3 separate regions of the Mus musculus genome follow, and all the other regions are linked to region 2. A link is a contact called in public ChIA-PET and HiChIP or PLAC-seq data. All regions are on one chromosome and are shown on one strand. Each heading gives the region's core, a stretch centred on a gene start, on an enhancer-like site or on the middle of the called end of the contact. The rest is flanking DNA. Distances are from core to core; before and after follow the strand shown. Region 1 overlaps Tom1l2 (target of myb1-like 2 (chicken)). Region 2 holds the start of Srebf1 (sterol regulatory element binding transcription factor 1). Region 3 overlaps Tom1l2 (target of myb1-like 2 (chicken)).

The links. ChIA-PET counts read pairs in DNA pulled down with a chosen protein or histone mark. HiChIP or PLAC-seq counts read pairs in DNA pulled down with a chosen protein or histone mark.
Region 1: a contact with region 2 is called in an H3K27ac HiChIP or PLAC-seq map of regulatory T cell precursor, with 2.6 times the contacts expected there. The contact joins the enhancer-like site here to the promoter of Srebf1 in region 2. A contact is called at or near these places in 1 of 39 promoter capture datasets (cranial neural crest), 1 of 15 datasets of contacts at CTCF or cohesin (the NIH/3T3 cell line), 4 of 484 Hi-C or Micro-C datasets (CD4 T cells, forebrain, natural killer cells and 1 more), 11 of 115 datasets of contacts at active chromatin or transcription factors (the HPC-7 cell line, the SCID.adh cell line, bone marrow-derived macrophages and 8 more) and 3 of 9 other capture datasets (adipose tissue, liver and pancreatic islet).
Region 3: a contact with region 2 is called in an RNA polymerase II ChIA-PET map of memory CD8 T cells, with 1,274 read pairs. The contact joins the enhancer-like site here to the promoter of Srebf1 in region 2. A contact is called at or near these places in 12 of 39 promoter capture datasets (the 3T3-L1 cell line, the C10 cell line, the HPC-7 cell line and 8 more), 1 of 15 datasets of contacts at CTCF or cohesin (embryonic stem cells), 15 of 484 Hi-C or Micro-C datasets (CD4 T cells, the HL-1 cell line, the HPC-7 cell line and 10 more), 22 of 115 datasets of contacts at active chromatin or transcription factors (the 230-238 cell line, CD8 T cells, the HPC-7 cell line and 17 more) and 4 of 9 other capture datasets (adipose tissue, embryonic stem cells, liver and 1 more).

What each region holds. Positions count from the first base shown.
Region 1 is chr11:60,329,496-60,332,195 of GRCm38.p6, forward strand. The region is part of intron 1 of Tom1l2 (target of myb1-like 2 (chicken)); the gene reads right to left. Among named protein-coding and RNA genes, the nearest start is that of Tom1l2, 22 kb to the right of the region's middle. Within about 2 kb of position 1,261, at least 15 of the 459 cell types and tissues checked have an H3K27ac peak or open chromatin away from gene starts, as enhancers often do. A contact at or near this core is called in double positive thymocytes, regulatory T cells, regulatory T cell precursor and 1 more, where this site is marked.
Region 2 is chr11:60,219,299-60,221,998 of GRCm38.p6, forward strand. Srebf1 (sterol regulatory element binding transcription factor 1) reads right to left here and starts at 1,329. Exons shown (of 19, transcript NM_011480.4): 1 at 1,155-1,329. The coding sequence starts at 1,245.
Region 3 is chr11:60,300,693-60,303,392 of GRCm38.p6, forward strand. All of the region lies in intron 1 of Tom1l2 (target of myb1-like 2 (chicken)), which reads right to left. Among named protein-coding and RNA genes, the nearest start is that of Gm38501, 43 kb to the left of the region's middle. Within about 2 kb of position 1,344, at least 130 of the 459 cell types and tissues checked have an H3K27ac peak or open chromatin away from gene starts, as enhancers often do. A contact at or near this core is called in CD8 T cells, the HL-1 cell line, the HPC-7 cell line and 22 more, where this site is marked.

The DNA of each region.
Region 1 (2,700 bases), core at 11-2,510, 110 kb after region 2:
CTCCAGAGTCTCACACAGAATCTAAATAAGAGAAATGTTAAAAGGAACAAAGGCATGTTACTTCAGGACCCAAAGCCACTGGCCAGGAGAAGGAGAATGTCTGTATGCCTGAATATCTAGTCTGTGGGTTGCCATGCATGTGGTGGATCAAAACATGCTGCCAAGACACACATGGGCTGTAAAAGGAAGCCTACATTGGCCCCCACTTATATAAAAGAAACTGCAAGGGAAACAACTGCTTGGTAAGAAGCTCCCAGGCATTACCTCCTGGAGTACAGTGAAGGTGGTAATGGGCTTACTCATGAAGAACAGAGGCTCCTATATTGCCTACTATCTTAAAAACAAGAATGGGTCTATGTCATATGACACTTGTGTGTTACACAAATTGAATGAAGGACAAAGTGCTTTGGGGTATCCAGCTGGCATAAAAGGAGAGACAGAGCCCCTGTGTAGAAAAATACCATGGGAAGGCCTCCCCAAGCCATCTAAGACATATCACATTCCTTCTTCTTGTCAACCCAACAGGAAGGTTGATATGCACACCTCCCCCCAAAGCAGCCTTACAGGCCCTATAACAGAGCTGATGCTTATACCCAACAGACTAATCCCTCTCCACTGCAGCCTCTGTCCTTTGCCTTGAAAGAGGTCTGAGCCGGGGATCATATCATAGCCAGTACCCAAGGCTGTCAAGATTTAAAGGAGACTCCTAGGAATATTCTCTTACACAAGAACCTCAATCGGTGATTTCAGTAAAAAAAAAAAAACAAAAAACAAAAAAACAAAAAACTGAAGGGCGTCCTTTTCTGCCTCCAAACTCATCCCTCTCTGGTCAACCCCTGCTTATCCTTCAAAACCAGGTCCAGGCAGCTCAGGAACGTTCTCTCCACACAGAGCCTCCCATCGGCTTCGTCTCCCTCCCATCACACCCTGAGACTCAGCATGGATACATGAAATATGTGCTTCTGCATATCTATCAGCGCAAACTCCTAAACTCAGCCCCAAGCGAGGTACTCAGGGCCCTGGGGCAAAAGCTTATTCCTCATTCTGTTCTCCAGGGTCGAACCTGCCTGGCTGGGTATCCAGAGCAGGGAGCTGCCCCACTAGGAGGGATGAGATCACTGAAAGTCAAGACTGAAGTCAAGACAATGCTACCACTGTAATGAAGTGCTGTAATTTCTGCTATGCCACATAGCCACAAGTAGTCTCATGGACTCTTGGTTCTGCCTTGACTCTAACCTACAGCACCAGCTGACTAGCGTCGACTTCAAGGAAAGTCTTTCTTGTCACCATACAGTACCATCACAGGAAATACAGAATGCTGCAAAACAAAGTATTTTACCCATGGTTTCTATGCTCTGCCCTCTTCTAGAAACACATCCTTTATTTTGGTTCTACGGTAGGCACTTCATAAAATACCTCTAAAGATATGTAAACAGCCTTCATACTCATTAACATGACTACTATCAACAAAATCAGAAAAACAGTGTCAGGGAAGGTATGGAGAAATATGACACCTGGTGCACTTTTGGTACAAATGGAAAATGGAATGGCTGCTTTGGAAAACAGTATAGGTGCCCCAAGAAACTCAAAGTTGGCTGGCAAGCTGGGTGTAGTGGCGCATGCCTTTAATCCTAGCACAGGGGAGCAGGAGCAGCCTGGTCTAAAGAGCTAGTTCCAGGCCAGCCAGGGTTATGTAGAGAGACCCTGTCTCAAATACAAAACAAAACAAAACAGACAAACAAATGGCAAAACAAATGACAAATTGGTTGGTTAGGGCTTACTGTATAAAATAGCTTGTGATGTTCAATATCTGAAAAGTTCATTCTACTTTAAATCCACAGATCTTAAGTGTAAGTAAGTGCCTGGTGGAACCTGCATGAGAACACAGTTAAGATGGAAGGGAGGAGAGTCTGCAGAACTTCTCAGAGGGAACTATGTCAGGGGCTACTGCAGGTGTGAAATTCTCAGTTCTCACCGGACACCTCACTCAAAGCCTGTGCTGAGGGTAGGAAAGAAACTGTTCTTCACCACACGACAGGGAAGGCCCATGCTCTTACATGCTGACTTGAAACCCAAGAGCATCAATGCTAAGATGTTCCGTTACCTTTTGTAATTAGCAATAGCATTAATATTTTTCATGATATTTGGTCTTAACCTCATGTACTTAAAAATGAGTTCCATTGAGTTCTTTCCTGCCCTTTTTTAGAGACTGTTGTCTCTTGTGTATGTGTTACCGTAAGATACAGAAATATTTACCATCTCATGATAATATGGGTACCTTCTCCCATGGTGGCTCACAACCACATGGTTGCTCACAACCATCTGTAATGGGATCTAATGCCCTCTTCTGGTGTGCATGAGAACAGAGCACTCACAGTACCCCTATTCACAAGGGTATTATTCAAAATAGTCAAAAGGCAGAATTAGCCTAAGTGTCCACTAGCAAACAAATGTATTACAGGACACAGTCTGGCCATAAGATGAAATATTATTCAGCATTTAAAAAGAAGAAAAGTGGGTTTAGTGGCACACAATTTTAGTTCCTGCACTCAGAAGCAGAGGCAGGAGGATCTTGTGAGTTTGAGGCCAGTCTGGTCTACAAAGAGGTCCAGGCTAGTCAAGGATACATAGTGACACCCTGTCTTGAAAAATTCTGACATGCTCTCTACCAAGGATGAGCCTTGGAGATAGAACAAGTGA
Region 2 (2,700 bases), core at 79-2,578:
TCCTCTTAAGTGTCTAGCAGTTTTTGTTCTCCGCCCCCCCCCCCCCAGACAGGGTTTCTCTGTGTAGCCCTGGCTGGCCTCGAACTCAGAGGTCCACCTGCCTCTACCTCCTAAGTGCTAGGATTAAAGGCATGTGCCACCACTGCCCGGCAGGTGACTAGCAGTAACTCCAAGCTTTGATGGCACATTTAGGTCTCTGATGAGGACGTAGGCACAGCAGTCCAAGGCTGTGTTGGATATAAAAAACAGCTTAGGTGTCTATCAACAGAGCATCAGGGGGCACAATCTACTGTAATCCCACAGGCCCCATTGTAGTTGTAGACACACAGTCATGATTATCTGGGGTGGAGGAGGATGTGGAGCAGCCTTAAACGAGCAAGAGAAATATAATGTTTTGAAACTGCTAACAGCCACCAGAGATCGTTGAACAGTCCACCTAACATGGATACATATCTTATAGTAACAATGACTTGCTGGGGTTTTTTTCTTCTCCAGATCCGCCGCCACTCCTTCCCTCCGCCCAATTGGTAGTTGTTGTTGACATGGGAGATGAATCATACTGAGCGAGTTCAAGTGATGTTTTAAAGGATCTAAGTGGCCTGGGGTGTGGCTCAGCGCAGAAAGCCTGTTAATATGTTCTAGAATCCGAGTTACTGCCCCAGAATCACAAAATTTGAAAAATATTCTAGAGAGCACCTTCTCTCTTCTATCAGATTTCCAATTCCTCAAACTCAGGTCCCGCCTAAAGGGCCTTTGCCTCCCCCTCCGCCTAAAAAGTATCTTTCCTTTCCGGTGAGGGGGCTGCTCCTTAGCTCTAGTGCACTCAAAGAGACCTCCCTGACCTCAATCCAAAGTAGCCAGATGCTTGCAAGCCAAGGTAAATGCAAATATCGGTTCGTGGACTTTCTTGGGAATTTTGGTGAACTCAAGAAATGAGAAACCCCGGGTCGGCCTGTGAACTGTACACAGGACCAGGCTTGAAGTTGAGTGGATACTCAGCGTGTCCAGAAACCTAGCCCACTGCGGTCCGGAAAGCTCAACCCTAGATCTCAGGCGCCAGATCGCGCAGTGCGCACGCGCCAAAGTTCCCGGCCAAGCGCCCTCGCCGGACGTGCGACCCTGCACAGGCCGCGCCGGAGCCCCGGGACACGCACCTTCGATGTCGTTCAAAACCGCTGTGTCCAGTTCGCACATCTCGGCCAGTGTCTGTTCCAGAGCCGCCTCACCGAAGGCCAGCTCGTCCATGGCGCCGGCGCCCACCCGGCTTCGGACTAGGCCCACGTTAAGGAAAAGTTCCCCGGAAACTGGGTTCCGCGGGCGGAGCCACCTGAGCGGAGGGGCGGGGTTTCCCATCAAGCCCCGCCCACCAGCCTGCATCCTGACAGCTCGCCTAGCGGGTTGAGACTGCCTGCCCGAGCCTGGTTTCTAGCAATCTCCTGCGGGTGCACAGGCACTGGGCCTTGGCTTCTTCTGTATCAGGCCAAGGGAGGGACCGAATGGAAGCCACAGGACTAGACCCAGCCCAGACATCGTTAGATTAAAGGGCCAGGGATGGGGGGCCCAGCATGAGGGTGGGAGCAGAGAACAGAAAACTCACTTCCTAGTCTTGCTGTTTAGAACCAGACAGTCCTGGGTCCAAAATACAGCAGATACAGGCCTGCAGTGGGGCCCCTCCACTATGTGCCTCTGTTTTCCTCATCTGTAGCCAGGGTCCAATTATCTATGAGCCAGCTGAGAGGTTAGAGAAGCATGGCCCATAAGACCTGTCCACCCTCTCAGCTTAGAAGTCTAGAAGTGGGCCTCCAGAGGAGAAGAGTTCTCAGGCAGAACCTGCAGGAGGAGGGGGTGGCTGGAACTTCTGATCTTGTCTTAATCCTATCAGTCCTACCATTGGAGCAGAGAGGACCTGAAGGGCCAGTGGGCTCGTACTACTCCTATAGAATGACTTGTGTCTCCAAAAGGATCTAGAAAAAGTGTGAATCTCAAAGTCAAGAAGGGATTCTGTGAGCCAGGCATGGTGGCACACTCTGTTAATCCCAGCACTTGGGTGGCAGAAGCAGGTAGGTTTCTGAGTTCGAAGCCAGCATGATCTACAGAGTGAGTTTCAGGACAGCCTGGGCAATACAAAGAAACCTTGTCTCAAGATACCAAAAAGAAAGAAGAGAAGAGAAGAGAAGAGAGAAGAAAAAAGAAAAAAAAGAAAGAATTCTGTAACAGAGGTCCTGAGGACCTGAGCCCAGCTACTGGGTCATATGTGACCTGGGGCCAGGCCAGGTGCCTGAATAAAGACTGAAAAGTGAACCCTGGGCCCTGTGACTTAGGAACAGGTAAAGCAAGGGAGGGAGGAGAGGTTCTTCGGCGTGGATTGAATAGACCATTCTGGCCCACAGGTGATGCAAGTTGGGAGGCAACGGCAGAACCTACGAGTCAACCAGGGAGGGTCAGGGCCCCAGGCCGCCCAGAAGCTGCCTTGCTCAGACTGCAGATACCTCGGCTGCTTTCACCTCCCAACCAATAGAGTTAGTTGGGGCAAGGAGGGAGGGTGTGCCTGGGCTTCACCAGGACACATTTTTGTTCCTTTCTCAGAGGAGCTGCTAGAAAATTACACAGGAGTTGGCAGGGCTATAAAACGCACATGGAGCCCTTGCTTTGGGGTCACCCTGCCATGTCCCACCATCAGAAGACACCCGGTTTTCTGAA
Region 3 (2,700 bases), core at 94-2,593, 81 kb after region 2:
TTGCTTTAACAGGGTGGGCTCATGGGGAGAGCCTGACACCGTGTCACCCCCACACACTGACAGTTCACGTATGTGAGAAGGGTGATACAGCCGAGTTTCCCATGGAAGTGAAGAACGGTACCAGTCCTCCTCCTCCCCCTCCCTTCCACTCCTTTGGAGGCCAGGCCCTGTAGGCAGGCAGATCCTTTCTTGATAAAAACATTCCCAATCACTAACTGACAGGTCAAGCAAAACTTCTCTGGAGAATACACTGGAACAAAAAGCAATTTGGCTTCATGAAAGTGACCAAAGCAGCACTGGGAAACCGTCAGCTTTCATTTGGATGACCAGGTATTCCCACTTAGGAATCAATTACAATAGACTGGAGCTACAGCTTAGTGGAGATGAGGACCCTGCTTCCATTTTTAATACCATAGAAAATGAAGAGTCACGACTAATTTATTTTTGGTGTGGTAATAACCATGGACTGATTATTATTGAGGCTCAATGAGTAATACGTGGGGATCGTTATAATCATCATTTCCCTTTTTTGTGTGTTTGGAACTTTCCATAAGAAAAAGAAAAAAGCCAAGGAGAAAGCATAAGGCCATTCATAACTTTAGCCTGGCCATAGATGCCTGAGGAAGGAAGGAAGGAAGCGGGGAGAAGAAGCGCCAACTGCAAGCATGCATCATTGAGAAAAACTGCTCTTCCCAACAAATGAGAGGACAGCTATGCAATGAGGGTACATCAACAAGGCAAGAATGCTATGTAGCTTTTAAAAATGATAAATACTTTGGCCTAGTTGCTAAGTGGAAATGAGCAGTGGAATGCTAAGCAGAAAGGCAGCAGCACAAAATATTATGTGCATACTAATAACAAGGTAAAAATGCATGCCTCCATAATGGGAAGGCTCACAGGAGACTGCAGAAGCCACATCCTCCCTTTAACACACAGCTTCGGTGGCCTCCTATTAGTGAGGGAGGCCACCCCCACAAGTGCACTTGCAGAATTAATTGTGCCCCTCTGGGATCCCTATGATGGGCTCGCTTACTCTCTATGGCTTAAATAATGTCTTTCCACAGACTTGCCTTCCCTGATAGACAGCGAGTTCTACCTGCACACAGCAGGTAGTCAGTGATGTCTGACCAAAAGAGTAGAACATAAATAGCTACTGTCTGAAATGTCTCAGGGAATTCTTCCTTCAGAGCTACTCACACCCACAGGAACCATTCAGGAAAAGCATTCCTTGGTGGTAATCAGAGAACAATGCCTCCAGTTCTGATTCACAAAGTGCTGCCTGCACTGTGGGCAACACAAAGCCAGGCAGACTTCCTGTCCAGACCCGCAAGCAAATGAGTCTCACTGCTGTGGCTCCTGATACTTAACTCCCCAGGTACAGCTGGGGAACAGGCCTCCCCTCAGCCCGACACTGTGGTGAGAAGTAAGGGCAGGAGGGCAGCCAGGACCATGGCCACTCCTAGCTCTGTGCAGGGAGGGTGTTAGATCACACTGGAGCTTCAGGGGCTCCTGAGGGCAACAGCAGGGACAGTCCAGGGCCTTCCGGTGGGGTATCACCTGTTCTTAGCTACCCAGATGCCGCCCCATCCCTCCTGCCTACAGGTGCTTTGAGTAACAGGCTTGAGGAGAGGGCTGATATTTTAGGATGCCAGAAAGAAATTCAGATAGCCACTGTTCAGAGCAGCAGTGTGGGGCAGGGGACCGTGCCACTAGACAGGAAATCTGGTAAGGTCAAGTGGATTCAGGAGCTCCAGCAATTTTCATAATTGAGAACGGTAGGCATTAAATCTACCCTCAACCAGGTTCCTGTTCTGAAACATGTGACCATGACACCCCACGGAGAGGACTGTTACAATCAGTCTCTTAGGGACAACACCTGCAGTCCTTCCCCATGCAGATAAGGCATCCCTGACATCTCAGACCAAGGCAATAGAAAGCATCTGCCTCTAGATCCCACCCCACCCCAACACGTTTATAAGGCCCTATCCTCAAGGAATAAGGTGCACAAGTTATTTCACCAAAGATTGTCTGAGTGCCTGTCTTACCGATCGAGCTGTAACACTCCAGGGAAGAGGGTTCTCTCTTGAATCTTTCATCTGGATCTTAACCTGACCCAACCAGCAGAGTGCTGGAGCCTACGGCAGCCACTTCCTCCTCCGTAGCTCCAACCTTTGCCCCTAGTTGCCTACTGCATCCTGACACGACACCTGACTGCCATCAACTTCACAGCAGCAGCTGTGGAAGAGGCCCTGCAGCCTGCCTTGCTCTGGCTTCCTCTCAGAGAGCTGCAACTCTTTGGCTGCTCTGGCCAGGGCCAGAGCTCCTTGGATCCCCATAGACAGTGCCCGGTATACAGACCAGCACTTTGTTTAACTCTTCTTAAATAAGATGTCTGAGAATCTGGTAGACTTTTCTAGAAAAGCTCTCACACACAATTCTACACACCTTCTCAACAGGTTCTTCACTCAAACCAAACCACGGTAGCTACTAACAGGAATGTTAAAAATAATATGGATGCTCACGAATAGCAAGACAGTGGCCAGGCCTAAGGTGAAGTTGTTACCTTGATGTGCAGCAGCTCTCTAGGAAAAGCTTAGTTCTGTGCATTTGTGAAGACCCCCAGCACAGAGAGCTGCCCTGACTCCATGCCTGTATTCAGGGAAGGCAGGAGAGTGGGTCTCACTTGGATGCTCTGATCTG